2 separate regions of the Zea mays genome follow, and region 2 is linked to region 1. Evidence: chromatin contacts called from public Hi-C data. All regions are on one chromosome and are shown on one strand. Each heading gives the region's core, a stretch centred on a gene start, on an enhancer-like site or on the middle of the called end of the contact. The rest is flanking DNA. Distances are from core to core; before and after follow the strand shown.

The links. Hi-C and Micro-C count contacts between places; a contact is called where the count stands out from the background.
Region 2: a Hi-C map of ear shows a contact between it and region 1, with 2.5 times the contacts expected there. The contact joins the promoter of LOC100281237 here to the promoter of LOC100274522 in region 1. A contact is called at or near these places in 2 of 25 Hi-C or Micro-C datasets (ear and tassel).

Annotation. Positions count from the first base shown.
Region 1 is chr6:167,487,616-167,491,780 of Zm-B73-REFERENCE-NAM-5.0, reverse strand. LOC100274522 reads left to right here and starts at 1,927. Exons shown (of 1, transcript NM_001148879.1): 1 at 1,927-3,586. The coding sequence starts at 2,672. The coding sequence ends at 3,361.
Region 2 is chr6:167,709,862-167,714,250 of Zm-B73-REFERENCE-NAM-5.0, reverse strand. LOC100281237 (phosphoglycerate kinase) reads left to right here and starts at 2,940. Exons shown (of 7, transcript NM_001154156.3): 1 at 2,940-3,345; 2 at 4,004-4,081; 3 at 4,174-4,389. The coding sequence starts at 3,145.

The DNA.
Region 1 (4,165 bases), core at 678-3,177:
CATGTTGGTTCAGCCGGGATTGAAATACCAGCTCATCTGGTTTCTGGACCGGCTCAGTCGGTTTTCCCTCTGGTCCAATCTGCTACTCAACCGGTGGGTCGACTCGAATATGTTATGCAGAAAACCAGCTCAGCTGGTTTTTAATACCGGCTCAGCCGTATTTGAGCACAAAAGTCAAACGACTAGTTTTGGAGTCCCACCTATATATACTCACCCCTGCCTCTCTCCCCCACACAAGAGCGTGCACCAAACTCCATTTCTAACCTCAGAAACACCTCCCACTCTCTCACACATATCTCTTGCCTCTTCCATTTCAAAAAATTTGAGAGAAATCTTTGAGTGAGATTGAGAGCTGTGGGTTTTGTGCTTCATCTCTAAATCCTTCTTGGTCTTCTTGATTCGAGCTTTGATACTACATCGAGTTCTTTGTGGATTTATTACTTTTGGAGCTTCAAGCCCCTAAACGACTAGGTGTCGCTTGTGAGTCTCCAAATCTTGTGAAAGACCACAAAAAAGTTTGTGTTACCCGCTCGTGTGAGCAAAGATTAGTGTGTGGGCTTGACCTTTGTGGTCGACAAAAGGAGGATTAGGGTTGAAAGTGACCTTTGTGGTCGACAAAATGAGGATTAGTGAGTGGCCATTGAGGACCTAAAACAGTCTAATTGGGGGCACTTCCACTCCCTTATGCCCTGATGGGAGAGATCAGCCACGTCGGCATAATGTAATAGGAAAGGCCTCATATCGTTGTTGATTTTTTTGATTTGGTAAATCTGGCGGGAAAGAAATGCGAGAATCTTTGATCTCAGATTCTCGAGACACCAATAAACTGTTGTAAAAATAGAGTGTGAGGCGGCACCCTGAAAGTTGGAAGAGGCTAGACATCTGATAATTCCCTTATCTTCTTAGATGCTTTTCTTAATTGTGGGTTGTTTTCGTTTTTCCCCCTTTCCTTAGGCTAGTGGCCCGTGTGCCTAGGATCTTATCCTGGTTGTTCTAAACCATTTTACCATGTCATTTTTCTCCTTTTCAATATATTAGGTAGATCTCCTGTCTATTTAAAAAAGACAGAAAACATGCATACATTAAAATGGTAATTCAAGAGAAGATGGGATGAAGAGGAGAAAGAGCGTGGGACAACATTCATCTAAGAATAGGGTGGATGGTCGGGCATACCACAATTTTGGGAACATTGGATGGGATCCTGAATGGAACGTGCCTAATTCGTGATTTTAACCAAGTTCAAAAAAATTCATAATTATTATTTTTTTTATCTGATATCATTTAACATATACTCTCTTCATGCTAATTTATAATTCATTTGACTTTTTTATATCAAATTTGATCGGTTTGTCTTATTCCAAAAAATCAAAAATCAAAAAAATCAAAACAATACTTAAAATATATTATATGATAAATAATATCACAGTGAAAACTAATAATAATTATAATATTTTTGAATAAGACAAGTCGGTCAAAGTTAGTAAACAATCAAACAAATTATAAATTGAGACAGAGAGCAATATACTTTAAGTATGAATTTAATTTTTTTATTTTTCGTAAAAAAATTAATAAAACGAATCGGTCAAATTGGATTTAAAAAAGTGAAATAAATTATAAATTATGACAGAATGGGTATTAAACAACACTTGGATGCTCAAGTTTTATACATAAGCTTTCTCCATTCTACCTCTTTATATAGTTTGATTGAATAATATTGTAGCAACTTTACCGACTCTTCTCTGCTGGCATGTTCGTGTTATTTATGAACAATGACGTGCATTGTCAACTAGGCAACAATATTGAGGTGCAAAAAAGTCCAACTGAAAGACAAAACCAGGCCAAGTGGCAGGCCACCGCAAGCAAAAAGATTCGGTCATTGCGAGCCAACAAAAACCTCCCAGCACTGGCAAGAACAGGGAATCGTCCCCTCCCTCCGTCTCCACCGCCCACCACTGATCGGATCACGTCGGCGTCCCATCTCCTCCTCCACGACACAGAACGCCGCTCCCTTTCCGGGATTCTCCTCTCCAATCGCAGCTAAAACGCAACGCACTGGATCGGACGTCGCCAAAAAGATCGGTGGCGACACCATAAAGAAAGAATCCGAGAAAAGGCGAAAGGGGAGGAGAGAAAGGGGAGGTACAAAATTTCTACCCGCTAGAGGTTAGCTAGCTCGGCGGCGAGGGAACGAGAGACGCCCTACCGTCGATTCCATATCGTCGCTCCGATATTCTGATGCCGGAATCCTGCTTTTCCGGCTAGCTTACCGATACCTCCTAGGTGGTTTCCAGTCCTCACCCTTCCAACCTCTACTATCTTTTTTTGTGAATTTACCTCCACCGAATTCGGGCAGCTCACCATTTCTTGGAGTTTGGTGTCCTTTCTCGAGTGTTTCCTTCCTCCCTCCCGGGTTCTACTGCTGAGTGGTGAGGTCTACTGCCCTGCACCTGCAAGTTTGTTTCATTTGTGATGTGATCCGTTAGTTTGCCCCCCAGCAACCGTTGCTCAGAAATTCAGTTCTTATTAAAGCTTCAAGACCCTTCAAGGAACATCTTTTAGACAAGCTCTTGATTCCTTCACCTCTCTCTCTCTTTTCAGGCATCTTTCTTGTGCGACTTGTCCGTTGACCACAGGCGGAGAAATTTGTTCTCGGCACACATTCTCTGCCACAATGGACGATGGAGCTGACCTCCCCTGCCAACTGCTCTTCTCCCACCCGGAGATGCCTGACAGCTTCGACGAGTTCTTCAACAGCGCCACGACGACCTGCACCCACACGCACAGCTGCAACCCGCCCGGCCCCTCGGTCGCCATGCACACCCACACGTGCCTGCACGCGCACACCCTGGTCCTGGGCAGCGGCGGGGAGGACGACGACGACGCCAGGGAGGACTCGGCGAAGCCGCGCAGACCGCTGGGGAACAGGGAAGCTGTGCGCAAGTACCGGGAGAAGAAGAAGGCGCACGCGGCCTTTCTGGAAGAGGAGGTCAAGAAGCTCCGCGCCGCCAACCAGCAGCTCCAGAGACGGCTGCAGGGCCATGCAGCTTTGGAGGCGGAGGTGGCGAGGCTCCGGGGTCTCCTGCTCGATATCCGGGGCAAGATCGACGCCGAGGTCGGCGGCGTGCTCCCTTTTCAGAAGCCGTGCAGTGTGGGCTCCGTGGCGTGTGCCGATCCTGCTCTGTGCTTCAACGGCAACTCGGAGGTTGGAGGCGGCTGGGAGGAGAGCTCAAGACCGGCAGCCGCGGACTGCAGGATCGATGAAGTGCGAGGGATGTCACGGGAAATTGATGTCCCAGAAGGCTTGCGTCATTCCATGGATGTTGTTGCGAGCTTCGTGAGTTCTGATCCCCTGGCTGAATGAGCGCGTTTGCCTGATTGGCAGTTTTTTTTTTTTGGGGCCTCTGCCAGTGCCAGCTTCTTTTGGCTTGCTTGAAAGGTCAAATTTTCATGTAATTAGAAGAATTGAGGAACTGATAATGAGTGGAACTACCTCCACTGTGGTCCATGCTTCTTGTGCTGGTGTTCAGTGTGTATAGCTGAGATTATATTGAACTAATATAAATGCACTGAACACTGTTTACATCTGAAAAAAGGTCATTTCTGTGGGTGCAAGATTTTTTATTTTATTTTTCTGCAATTACAGGACGACTACAAAATCGTCAGATTGTTTGTTCATTCTGCAGAACGTAGAGGATTTTTTTTCCGCCCAGAGTTTCTCTGGAATACCACTAGCCCGATTGTACTTTGTTCATGATGTGGGATCACGTAGCAAGGTTGTGGTGGTGTGCATACGGTGTTGGGCTTTCAGTACTGCCTTAACCCAGCTTAAATTTAGTAGTTGACCAGCTGTCAGGAGGATTCTGCTGCAAAGAGAAAGATACGGTCTCATGTCCAGGTTTATTGTCGTTCTGCACTGTCTGCTCTGAAAGAACTCCTGTAACTAGTTTAGAAAGGTTATTGCACGGATATTATACATTTGTACTAATACAACACTTCACTGATACTATTGCAGTACTGCTACATGCCTGCTTCTCAGATTGTTGTCTAGTTATCGGACTGCTAAAGCCTCGTTCCTCTGGATTCTGTGTGCAGCTCAGCAGATGTATAACGTATGCAGTCTGATTTTCAGAGTCTCTCCCGGCAAGGCAGGCAGCGGTGACCGGCT
Region 2 (4,389 bases), core at 1,691-4,190, 220 kb before region 1:
CTCCCCGTTGAGGAGGCCACAAAGGCCGGGTCTCTTTCAACCCTTCCCTCTCTCAAACGGTCCCTCGGACCGAGTGAGCTTCTCTTCTCAAATCAAAGCTGGGAACAAAACTTCCCCGCAAGGGCCACCACACAATTGGTGCCTCTTGCCTTGATTACAATGGAGTTTTGATCACAAGAACAAGTGAGAAAGAAAAGAAGCAATCCAAGCGCAAGAGCTCAAATGAACACGGCAAATCACTCTCACTAGTCACTAGGGTTTTGTGTGGAATTGGAGAGGATTTGATCTCTTTGAATGTGTCTAGAATTGAATGCCTAGCTCTTGTAAGTGTTTGAGAAGTAGGAAAACTTGGATGCAATGAATGGTGGGGTGGTTGGGGTATTTATAGCCCCAACCATCAAATGTGGTCGTTGGGAACCTGTCTGTTCGATGGCGCACCGGACAGTCCGGTGCACACCGGACAGTCCGGTGCCCCCTGCCACGTCATCACTGCCGTTGGATTCTAGCCGTTGGAGCTTCTGACTTGTGGGCCCTCTTGGGTGTCCGGTGCACACCGGACATGTACTGTTTGATGTCCGGTGCACCGGTATGGGCGTGCCTGACGTCTGCGCGCGCTGCGCGCGCATTAAATACACCGCAGGGAGCCGTTGGCGCCGCAGGGAGCCGTTGCTCCGCTGGCACACCGGACAGTCCGGTGCACACCGGACAGTCCGGTGAATTTTAGCGGAGCGGCTGCCGCGCGAATCCGAGGCTGGCGAGTTCCTGAGGCCGACCTTCCGTGGCGCACCGGACACTGTCCGGTGTACACCGGACAGTCCGGTGAATTATAGCCGAGTCGCCTTGGAAATTCCCGAAGGTGGCGAGTTTGAGTCTGAGTCCCCTGGTGCACCGGACAGGTACTGTTCACTGTCCGGTGGCACACCGGACAGTCCGGTGCGCCAGACCAGGGGTGCCTTCGGTTGCCCCTTTGCTCCTTTGTTGAATCCAAAACTTGGTCTTTTTATTGGCTGAGTGTGAACCTTTTACACCTGTATACACTATACACTTGGGCAAACAAGTTAGTCCAAAGATTTGTGTTGGGCAATTCGACCACCAAAATTATATAGGAACTAGGTGTAAGCCTAATTCCCTTTCAAAACTTTCTAGCAATAACATTAATTATAAAATTTACTATGTACATAATTTAATTTGGTCCATCTCTTTCCACCCTGTAGAATGGTTGATTTCCAAAAATCTTCATTGTTCTTCTCAGGTTAGTACACGTCTGACCTTTTAATTTGTGTTTATTATTCTCATTCTGCACCCAAAGAAACATGCAGCGATTTGTGATGATATTACATGGGCTCATCACACGTTTATGTTCTTGAACCTACGCTTGTGTTGCCAGCATGACTCACAAAAACATGTTTTTGTGCTTCTTAGTTTTTGTGACTAGAAGGCTGCAGTTCAGTGTACAACCGTACATGACTTTCTTTTGATGGATGTAATATTTTTCATATTCTTTTGCATTTCAACTTTATTGTGATTTTCTGTTGCATCGCCTCTCAGTATAAAACTGTCGAAATGTAATCCTTCCAAAATCATACTATTACCTAAAAGCTAAAAACGATATGTTTGATCCAGCAATGTTCTGTCTCCATATTCCCTGTCATGGTGCACTTATTAAAATGCAGCCCACTTTTACTTTTTACATCTGGAGAATATGACTAAGAATCTGGTTTTACTTGATTCTTGACTTGTAGATACCTTTTTCTTCGTATGAGACCCCACAAACTGCGTCAACCCCGACCCGGCCACCACGCCGCCATACCCTCACAGTACTTGCATTTGTTTCATAGAAACAATCTACTGTTCCTCGCAAGACAGAAGTTTATTTTGTATTGTAAGGTTAACCTTCATTTATTTTTTTTTCAAATGGTGAAATTCTGGAATCAATAGTATGTGTTTGTTTGATTTGGAGACATCTGGATTATTTTTAGGCGTATTGTGTGTCTGGGGTTTGCGTTTTTTTGTTTAGTACCATAGATGTAATTCTGTTATTTGGTGGGTCTCATCCTCCCTTTACAGGAAGGCTTGTACTTCAGACATTCTTTTCTTTCTTATAAATACAAAGATTTACGACTATTGCAAGTTAGAGGTAAAAATAGTGTGTTTGTGCAAGCTCAAATATTTTCTTATAATAGTATAACACACATTTGTACATAAGTTATTGTGGTATTATATGTTTACGTTGCAACGCACGGGCACTCACCTAGTATATGAAGAAGAAGAGTAAGATTTCTCGATGCAAATATGCAAGATAGAAAGAACTCGTGGCCAAGGTCCCTGACGGCTGCCGCTTTCACAATGGTCTGATCTCGGACTCTGCCACAGCAGCGGCTTGACCAGCACTAAGCAGAATAGAACCCAGCGCTGGCTTGTTCGTTTTGATCTTGAATTGGGTGGGATTGAAAAAAACGACAGCCGCAGCTTCTTCTTCCAGTGCGGCTGCAGCCGAACACAGATAGACGACGGCCTGTTCTGTTCCGGTAGGGAATTCACCTTAGGCGAGAACGCGGCCGGCTGCAAAGCTTGGCGAGTATGGAGTAAAACTTATTTTTTGAGGGCTGCCGCCTTTGGACAAATCCAGTAAACTCACCGAGTTTCGGAAATGTGGGACTGAGAAGGGACGGCGATCCCAGATCACACAGAGGACAGGGGAAAACGAAGCCACCGAGCCCCCACACGTCGCCATCCATCGCCGTAATCGATCACCGCCGTCTCCTCCCCCACACACCCACCGGAACCGTCGTCCTGACCTCTCGCCAGCGATAAGCAAATCTCCTCCCCACTTTATCGTCCACAAAGCCTTCTTCCCGCCCTCCCGAATCGCTCCCTCTCTGTCCCTGCGCTCCAGCCGCCGCCGTCGCCTCCGCCCCCCGAATCCCAATGGCGTCCGCGGCCGCCCCTCCAACCTCCCTCTCCCTCGCGGCCCGCGCGGCCACCAGGGCAGCCGCCGCCGCCGCCGCCCCGCTGCGCAGGGGAGGCCTCGCCACGGCGTGCCAGCCGGCACGGTCTCTGGCTTTCGCGGCGGGCGACGCGCGGCTCGCGGTCCACGTCGCGTCGCGATGCCGGCAGGCGTTCTCCGGGCGTGGCACGCGGGCCATGGCCACCATGGCGAAGAAGAGCGTAGGGGAACTCACGGAGGCCGACCTCGAGGGGAAGCGCGTCTTCGTGCGCGCCGACCTCAACGTGCCGCTCGACGAGAACCAGAACATCACCGACGACACCCGCATCCGGGCCGCCATCCCCACCATCCAGTACATCCTCAGCAAGGGCGCCAAGGTCATCCTCTCAAGCCACTTGGTGAGTTCCCGGCGTCCGACCTTCCCATATCCACGCTCTTCACACTATGTAGGAATTCAGTACTCCTTGGATTCAGGTCTTTGTGATAATCTGATTTGCTCATTTTATTTGTCGCCCGCTAGTTCATTTTTGAACTAAACCGCGACAAATAAAGAAGAACGGAGGGAGTACATACATATGGACCCTAGCTATTAGTTGTGATTTTGCTTCCCATGCTATATGATTTTAGCTTATCTTCAACATAGCTAACTATCAGTATATCAATTCTATTTTCGTTTTTGGGCACAAACTGGTAATTTCTGCAAAGGTGAAAGATACTTATTTTAGGAAAAAAGAACTTACATAAGTAGGGAAAAACTGCTCTTTTAATTCAGAATCTGTTTGTGACTCCAATTTAGAAAATTGGACTCTGTAACTGTTGCTCTTCGCATACACTCACAAGTCACAATGTAGCAGCCAAGGACCTGCATAGGATATTGTTTATTTAAAGTTCTGGTTTTGTATATACAGATTGGCTATTAGTTGCAGATTTTCTTATTGGGTTCAATGATAATTTTATGAAAGATTTGCTGAACCAATATATTTATCTCAGATTGCTGCTTAATAATCTTTTCATCCAGTCATGATTAATATCCTCCCTTTTGCTCTGGATGTGCAGGGTCGCCCTAAGGGTTTTACACCCAAGTTTAGCTTAGCTCCCCTTGTAGGACGGTTGTCTGAGCTTCTTGGCATTCAGGTATTGATTTATTCTACATCATTGGTACTTGTAATGAAATCACATGTGCTAATTGATTGTTCTGACTAAAGCGTATCTATACATACAAATAGGTGCAAAAAGCCGACGATGTTATTGGCCCTGAAGTTGAGAAGCTGGTGGCGGCCTTGCCCAACGGTGGGGTTCTGCTGCTTGAGAACGTAAGATTCTACAAGGAAGAGGAGAAGAATGACCCAGAGTTTGCACAGAAGCTTGCCTCCCTAGCAGATCTTTATGTTAACGATGCATTTGGAACAGCCCACAGGGCGCATGCATCGACCGAGGGAGTT